2 separate regions of the Bombyx mori genome follow, and region 2 is linked to region 1. The links are chromatin contacts, called in public Hi-C maps. All regions are on one chromosome and are shown on one strand. The core of a region is the stretch at or near the end of the contact, and the rest is flanking DNA. Distances in the headings are between cores, read along the strand shown.

Region 1 (4,131 bases), core at 819-3,318:
ACTTAACACCAGGTGAGCTGTGAACTCTTCCACCCATTTAAGCAATAAAAAAAATGAATACGTCACCTTTGAAAATTGAGATTTGATTAGAAAAACATGCCATGCAATTTTGTAGTAAAATGTAAACAAGAAATCATGCGTATAGTGCCATTAATCAAAGTAATAAATGCGTAGGTATATTGCCGTAGTATGAATGGCATTATGAATAAATTATATATTTTCGAACCTAAGCAGAAATTGAAAAAAACAAAAATTAACTTTTAAGTTGATATTTTGTTTGACGGAAGTTATTCGGTACCGTCTGAGCCTCCACACTAATTTCCCGTCTATGTGTCGCCAGCCTTATCTAACCCTTCAATACGCGCCTGCGTCTCCCCACCACTTGATTCATTTAACGACCGAAAACATGTATAAAGATAGCCCTCGATGTGTAATACTGTCGTTATATTCAAAATATTGTCCATTTAGTCGGTGTTATATTCCCACGAAATCATTTGATACATACCTTACATGGCTTATCTATAAAGACATGTATTTTGATCAGATAATCCGTTAAACAATAAAGATTCGTAAACATTATCTATGCAAAATACTTTTTATAGGAATATTATTGACTAGCGACCCGCCCTCGCTTCGCTTCGGAAACATTAAAACACACATGAAACCAAAAAAATAAATATAAAAAAAATTTAAAAAAGTAGCCTATGTTCATCAGGGACAATGTCGGCTTCTAATGGAAAAAGAATTTTTCAAATCGGTCCAGTAGTTTCGGAGCCTATTCGAAACAAACAAACAAACAAATATTTCCTCTTTATAATATTAGTATAGAAAACAGCAAATCAAAGATATCATTAATTAGAACGAATAAGGATTATACAGGTTTTTGTACACGCGCGTAAACCAATCGATTTTTGTCCGTATAACGATTAAATATATTTTATAATTACTCGAAATTCTGAGATGGAAAAAAATGTTTGTCGAAAATACGGCGAGGCAGGTAGTGTAGTATCGCTTAATCGAGACGAGAGGCGCTGTCGGAGGATCGACATTAATCGGAGGTTTTACGAGGGGAATCTGAGCCGCAGACGAGCCTCTCTCATCTCGTTGAACAAGTATAAGCAAAAAATTCACATAAAACTTTGGTAGTTACGTACGATTCTCATGTACTTGAATAATTTTTTTTTTTTACAAAAATAATCTAGTATTTTTCTCTTATTGTAAGCTTAGCGTGCGTTGTGATTTGTAGTCATCATTAAATAATTTTGATATTACTAAATAAAAAATTACATTAAACTCGTCTTTAGGATTCCGTATATACCAAAAAAGCAATTTTTATTTATTTATTACGATTATCATTTACATTATTTTTAATAGAACACTGACAAAATTAGTGTTTTGTTCTGGGACATTTAATTTCTCCAAATCTACTTGATGGTAAAGAGAATAGGTATACCTAGGAACATAATAAAAGACCAATTTTCAGTTTTGCAAGGACATTTTTTTGTAAATATGTTCATTAAGAATATCATGTTATTGTGTGCATTATTTCTAATGAAATACTTATGATTATATTATGTAAAAAAAGGTCATCCCTGATAGGTAACTGATAGTAAAAATCTAAAGTATTAATTTTAGCATTTAATTTCAGCAAAAATTTTTGTAATAGCGTTTTTAAAATAAATACCCATACTTAGAAATATAACAAATTTCTGAATAATACCTGAAATTATGGAGATTTAATTTATTAAATACCATTACTCTGACTATATACCTATATCTTGCGTGCTATTTGTATCACTACAATAAAATTTACTTAGCCCTGGAAAATGAAAAAATAAAGGAACTAAAATTTTATTTCATACCCAAAAGTGATTTATCTCATCCCTCGCATAGCCTACACATTATCCTACATAGAAAGAAAAGTAGTACGGAATCGAAGGAGTTCGTCCAAACTGGAATATAATTTTAAAGATGGCTGCCGGTCTCGACCTTCCCTCACCCCCGCTCCCGTACCCGCACCCCGACGCAGCCTAAAATATTATGCACCGAAAATCCATTGTCTGTTACCATGACAACGGACCGCTCGATACCGACCGCTCACAGCCGCACAATCAATGTTACATTCATCTCGCTTACTCTTTAAGTAGCCAGATGCTGGATCCGCTTTCGGGTGATTGTTGTATTCGCGCAACGATGGCTGAATGCCAGTTTGTAGGGTTAGCATAAAACGTTACGTACAGCCGAGTATTGAGCCAGGTTCTTGTTGGAAGGTTATATTCGAACAAGAAAATATTAGTATACATACATAGATATAGCTAGCAAGTATATGGGAAGGCTCTGTAGTAGTACACAGGAAAATGGTGGCCTATTTACTTTTCACATAGAACAATGCCGAGGGTGCCATTTGCGACAAAGAAAAGATAGTGAGTAATTAAAAATGAAAATAATATTCTGCGGAGTTGAAACTCAAAAAATTACATAATGTATTGGCTACATACCAATGAAATTTAATGAATATATCCACAAAATAATACAATCCAAAAGCAATTTAAATTTAAAATAATTTGATACACCAACCTCACTTTATAATAAAAAATAACGAATGAAAAACTTAAAACTCACTTCCACTGATGCATTTCACTGAATTCTCTATAGTAAATGAAGCAATTAGTAAAATAAAAGAGAAATATACATTTCTCAATATTCATGTCACAAGAGTCACCGTGCAAATGGTAAGGACATGATCACAAATCCTAAGTAAATTTAGAAAGTAGTGCATTCCCTGCTACCATTGGCCGTTTGGATGATTTGTTTTTGGTACCTTTACGGCACTTTCTCTTTTTTTGTTACAGTTACCGTTCTTCCTGGTGTGTTCAGAATGCGGAAGGGTTTCGTAGCTTTCGCCCCTTAGACAATGGCTTTATGACATTTCTCTTTTACAGCCATGAGGTGATTGAATTGTTTTTTGTGAAGCAACGAAACATGGTTGAAGTCGGTGGAGGGTTGAAGAGAAAATGTCACTCGTAATGCTACTATGACTATGTGTTACTTATAAGGGTTTTTTAGCGATTCTTTTCCCTTTGCACATTTTATTTGATTTAGGATCTCCTTGTAAAACATATTTTCTTTCGAGAGATTGCTCTTAATTATATAATTACTAGTAGACTATTACGTTGCTGCTGATATCATTTTTGTCCATATTTTGGCTACCATGTAATGGACAGCTTACCTTTGTATCGCTTGGGATTGTGAAGAAATCGATTAATCCGATGGCTTCGCCTCTCCTCAAGATGACCATACCATCGTCGCAGACGCTCTGTCACGTTATTGAATATGGAAACAACTTAAATGGTCCTCATTTATGGTCATTTTAAACTTTACAAAACGATGGTACCTGTTTCTGTCCTTGACTTTTACATAAGCGTATTAAAATATAAAATAAATTCAGGCGCAATAAAAAAAATATTGATAAATCGAATTTTATAAATTGAAGAAATTAAATGAAACATTTATCCTACAAAAAACTTTAATTTTATTTACGAGTCATGCCGAGTAGACAAAATAATAACTACTTTTTACTCTGGGTAAAAGATTCATAATTATTTTTTTTAAACCCACTGGATTTCTCACCGGATCTTCTCAGTGGGTCGCGTTTCTGATCAGCCAGTAGATTCTGTGAAGCACTGCTATTGCTAGGGCCAATATTAGCACATTCTTTCAGGTAATAATGCCCTGTGAGCCCACCTTCCAATCACAGCGTGGCTGAAATAGCCTCTTAGGCTACTAGCGAATAGGCAAAAATAAATATTTTTTTAATTCCATTAATACAAAAATTCACAATTTTAAGATTAAGTGCATGATCACTTCTCCCACGTAGTTCCGTAATCTACCAGTAGATGGCGCTGTAATATATTTTAATAATAAAGCCATATTTGAAGAAAATCACATTTAAACGTCGAGATTAGTAAATCAAAACGTAGATACTAGGCGTTTGGTAAAAAAATTGACTTGAGGATTTTTCAGTCTTATGGCTTAAGAGTAAGTAGTTCATCTATATATAAATATACACACAGTAAAATGCACTTTTACGGTCTAATCTTGTTTTAAATACATAATTTCAATTCCAAGCGT
Region 2 (4,068 bases), core at 655-3,154, 42 kb before region 1:
TAACCCATAGACACAGCCCACTGAGTTTCTCGTCGGATCTTCTCAATGGGTCGCGTTTCTGATTCGATGGTAGATTCTGCGAAACACTATTCTTGCTAGGGCCAGTGTTAGCAAGACTCCCGATTTGAGCCCCCTGAGTTGACCTACACGTCAAGGCAAAGCTGAAATAGCCTCTCAAGGCTATCATCATAGGTAGGAAAAAAAAAAATGCAAGATTTTTTCGATTGTAGTAATAGGTACGATTTTTGTACGTACCGCCAATAGCTGTTATTATAATTCCGAATCATCCGTCCGTAGCGGTTCTATATATCCTTAATTAGTTTTCCTAAATTAATATATCCCCTCGTTTCCAATTCGAGCATTATTTTGCACACTTAACATAAAGCTAAACAATTTTAATTTTATTTATTTTCGGTTCTAATATTGGCATATACTATTGTCGTATACTCTACAGTGAGTATGTGCTGTGGCATATCGCTAATAACTAGTGCTATTTGTTGACGTGCAAAATTTACGGCGAAAGACTTAGTAAGCTTTTAGTTGACGCCGATAATATCTCATTCATTTGTTTTTAAGTACCTAAGCCTTGTTAATAGTCGTTCGATTCTATATGTATTAGCATCTTGTTTTTGTTTCTGGATCATAAGTATCTGTTTGATACTTAAATTAGCTACCGTTCTAATACAGTTAAATCTGAGATCTATTACCGATTTGGAAAAAATCAAGCCTTGTTTGTATTCCCCGGTTTCGAAGGCCTCATAAAACTAGGTAAGTGGACGAAGTAAGCAGTTGTACATAATGTAGGTATCTTAACTACATCTTAATTACACATAATTATTTATGTGAGCTTCATATTGACCTTTATATTGAATCGATTTGAGTAAATTATTCTTCTGAAAAGGATAACACAGAAATTAACATATTTTTAAGTCACCTATCTTAATGTTTCTATTCTAATATAACGTGAAACGCTTAATCTGCCTTCCGCTCGGCGCCGACAAACATTTGTTCGTTTGAAATTCTGTCAGAGATTCACCTCATTATTTACTTTACATATTGATAGTTATGTTAATTAAATAAAGAACGATTTAGAATACATCAAATCTCTGTTTTATCGTTGTATGTTTAATTTATAACGCATTGAAACCGCTCTGGATTGAATAAATGAAGCGAAGCTCACAAAACCGCAGACTTAAAGCGCATATCAAAGCTATCGTCTTTCAGATGTCCGTTGATCACGCGGAACGTTTTCTTCACGGCTGTTTATTGAACATAAAAAAAACTACATTATAATTAATTTATTCTCAATAGATTTTATGTTCTATATTTTAAAGGCAATTTCAGTTGTATTTTGATTTCGGACTGGATGGTTGTTTTGTTAATAGTATTGGCGTTAATTTTAACGGTGTTCATAACTGCAGCCGTTTAGTCTTCCGACGGCTATAAGGTTTTTATGTATCTGAATTTTTGATTTTCCTTTTGAATTCAAGACAACAACTTTAAAATTGCTGTCAATGTGACAATGCTTAGTGATGTATTATTGTTTATGTTGTATTAGTGTTATTTTAGTGCTAGTGTGTACAGTGTTGTTTGTATATATTTGTATGTGAAAGTTTAAATCTCAGCCTACAATATTAGTTATTCATCGTAAAACATTTTGGTGTAATTCTTCTGAAATTTTATTACTGCCTTAGGGCAGAATCAGCAGATTTCTCATGAATACACGTAGTCCTACGCCATCAGCCATAACTAAAATGACTGCATACGTCAGGAATATAAAGGAGGTTCTTTATACAAACCCCGCCTGAAATCGCATGGCCGACTGTTCTTCGTACGCCTGACACGACATGATTGGTACAAAACTGTAGAAACTAGTTCATCCAGTATTCCGCCAGCCAATCAGCATCGTGTATTTTAAAAGGTCATTTAGAAGACATCTTGCACAGATCATGCATCTCGCTTATAACTCTGTAGAGAGACCGAGAAGAAAGCATTTGCGTATGTAGTTGTGCAGCTCACAGAGCTACCTTGAAGACAAAACAGATGGCGCTAATTGTCAAGTAGTTCCACTGCTTAACACTAGATGGCGATACCATAGATATAATAAATTATGAAGGAGTCAGCTGTTTCCAATGGGATTATAATGGAAAGAGGGTGTCGCTGTGTCCCAGAAAAGTAACGCATTCTCCTTTACTATTTCAGCCCTTGTTAGTTTATTGTCGTTCACAAAAATTCCAAATTATACACACGGTTATCAAATACTACGCACATATTTATTGTTAAGGTTATTTTTCAGTTTTTCCTTGGTTACTGTTTTAAATACAATACTGATTTAAAGTGAAAAATTCAATAGCACACTTATAGAAGCAGTAGCGATTTTACCGTATCAAAACACGTGGCACTGGTACAGGTTATTGTTTTATGTTGCGTGTGAACCGCCTATTAGCTCGGTAAGTCAAGCGTTCATAAAACTGTTTGTCTATTAATAACGATCTCAGAGACAGTAAACTGTGATTTATTTCCAGCATAAAATAGTTTTAATTTGGTTCTGCATAATTTCTTTGGAGTAGGAAGAAACGCTTCCTTCTTACTTGGTCAGCGAAAAACGAAAATTATATACAAAAAACTATCACCGTCGGCTTGGGATATTTAATTCCTTTTCGTACAAGCTTTCGTAATGGCGCTAAGGATACGTGGTGCACATATCTGTTGCAAAGCACTTTTGCATTTCAGATTAAAATTTAGGACAGTAGTAATACAATGGAATCTCATGTCTCCAGGTGTCTGGCAATGTATGTGATATGGTGTCTACGGATTTCCTTAAAAAAACGTAAGAATATTACTCCCCCTAAAATTTACGTTACTTTAATGAATCCTAAACATTATGTTTATTGTGCTTCTTTATAATACAACATAATATTAACATAATACTCATAAAATAATCTTATATGGCTTAATAAATACAAGATAGAGTTGTATCATGTTTAGGGCTTGAACGTAAATCATTACCTATTTGAAAAGGCATAAGTAAGGTATAAGTTCACTGGAATATCACATTTAAAATATATCATTAATAACAAAGTATTACTAATAACAACAAATAATAGATAATGAAGAAACTACCTAAAGACAAAGAATGAAAATAATGAACACAAGATTAAACTGTGTAGGTAGTTTTAATTAGTTTTAAGATTTTAGGTTTAGATAACACTGAACATTTAGTACAGTTAACTTTATCGATTCGTTACCACCGAGATTATAGTGATAGGAATAAACATCCTGTTTTTTTAGTTAAAAAACACTAATTTGAACGCCATTTTGAATATAGAGTAACAATTAAAGTACTCGTTCAATATAATTTATTACTTAATTTTAATAAAAGTTTCATTATATAAAACAAACGCTTATCATAAATGGCTCTCACAAATTCATAAATGCGTTTATATTTATTTTTTGAATAATATCAAACACGGGTGGCATTTTAAGATTTAATAAAATCATGAATTTATATTTTATTCCATAAAATATTGCATATTAAGTGCTATTATTATAAACTAGTATCTTAACAGTTTTTTTTTTATTTATTAGAAATAATTTAAAAAAAGCCTTTGGTGTAGTCACACATTAAAAATATGACAACGTATCAAATTCAACAAGGTAAATCATTTTAAAATCATTCAATAAAATCATTTTACCCTATTAAACTTGAAAAACCACATACTTTGGTCTCAGCACTTAGAAAAAAATATTGAAAGAAAGAAACAATGTATTTACCCTAATATTTACACCTAGTGAGGCTAATGGCGGTGGTAGGATGTCTTGTGACTCCGCACGGGTTACCACCACCCTGCCTATTTCTACCTTGCAGCAGTAATGCGTTTCGGCTCGAAGGGTGGGGCAGCCGTTATACTAAAATATACTATAGAACAGAGACTTAGAACTCATATCTCAAGGTAAGTGGCGGCATTAACGTTGTTGATGTTGATGAGCTCTGATAATCACTTAACACCAGGTGTGCTGTGTGCTCGTACACCCGTGTAAGCAAGAAAAAAGGAATCAAGTGTGATT

What was found. Hi-C and Micro-C count contacts between places; a contact is called where the count stands out from the background.
Region 2: a contact with region 1 is called in a Hi-C map of whole pupa, with 4 times the contacts expected there. The contact joins two enhancer-like sites. A contact is called at or near these places in 2 of 7 Hi-C or Micro-C datasets (both in whole pupa).

Annotation. Positions count from the first base shown.
Region 1 is chr6:6,373,153-6,377,283 of ASM3026992v2, reverse strand. No RefSeq gene overlaps it. Among protein-coding and RNA genes, the nearest start is that of Miriab-8, 6.8 kb to the right of the region's middle. Within about 2 kb of position 2,068, at least 6 of the 8 cell types and tissues checked have open chromatin away from gene starts, as enhancers often do.
Region 2 is chr6:6,415,202-6,419,269 of ASM3026992v2, reverse strand. No RefSeq gene overlaps it. Among protein-coding and RNA genes, the nearest start is that of Miriab-8, 49 kb to the right of the region's middle. Within about 2 kb of position 1,904, at least 8 of the 8 cell types and tissues checked have open chromatin away from gene starts, as enhancers often do.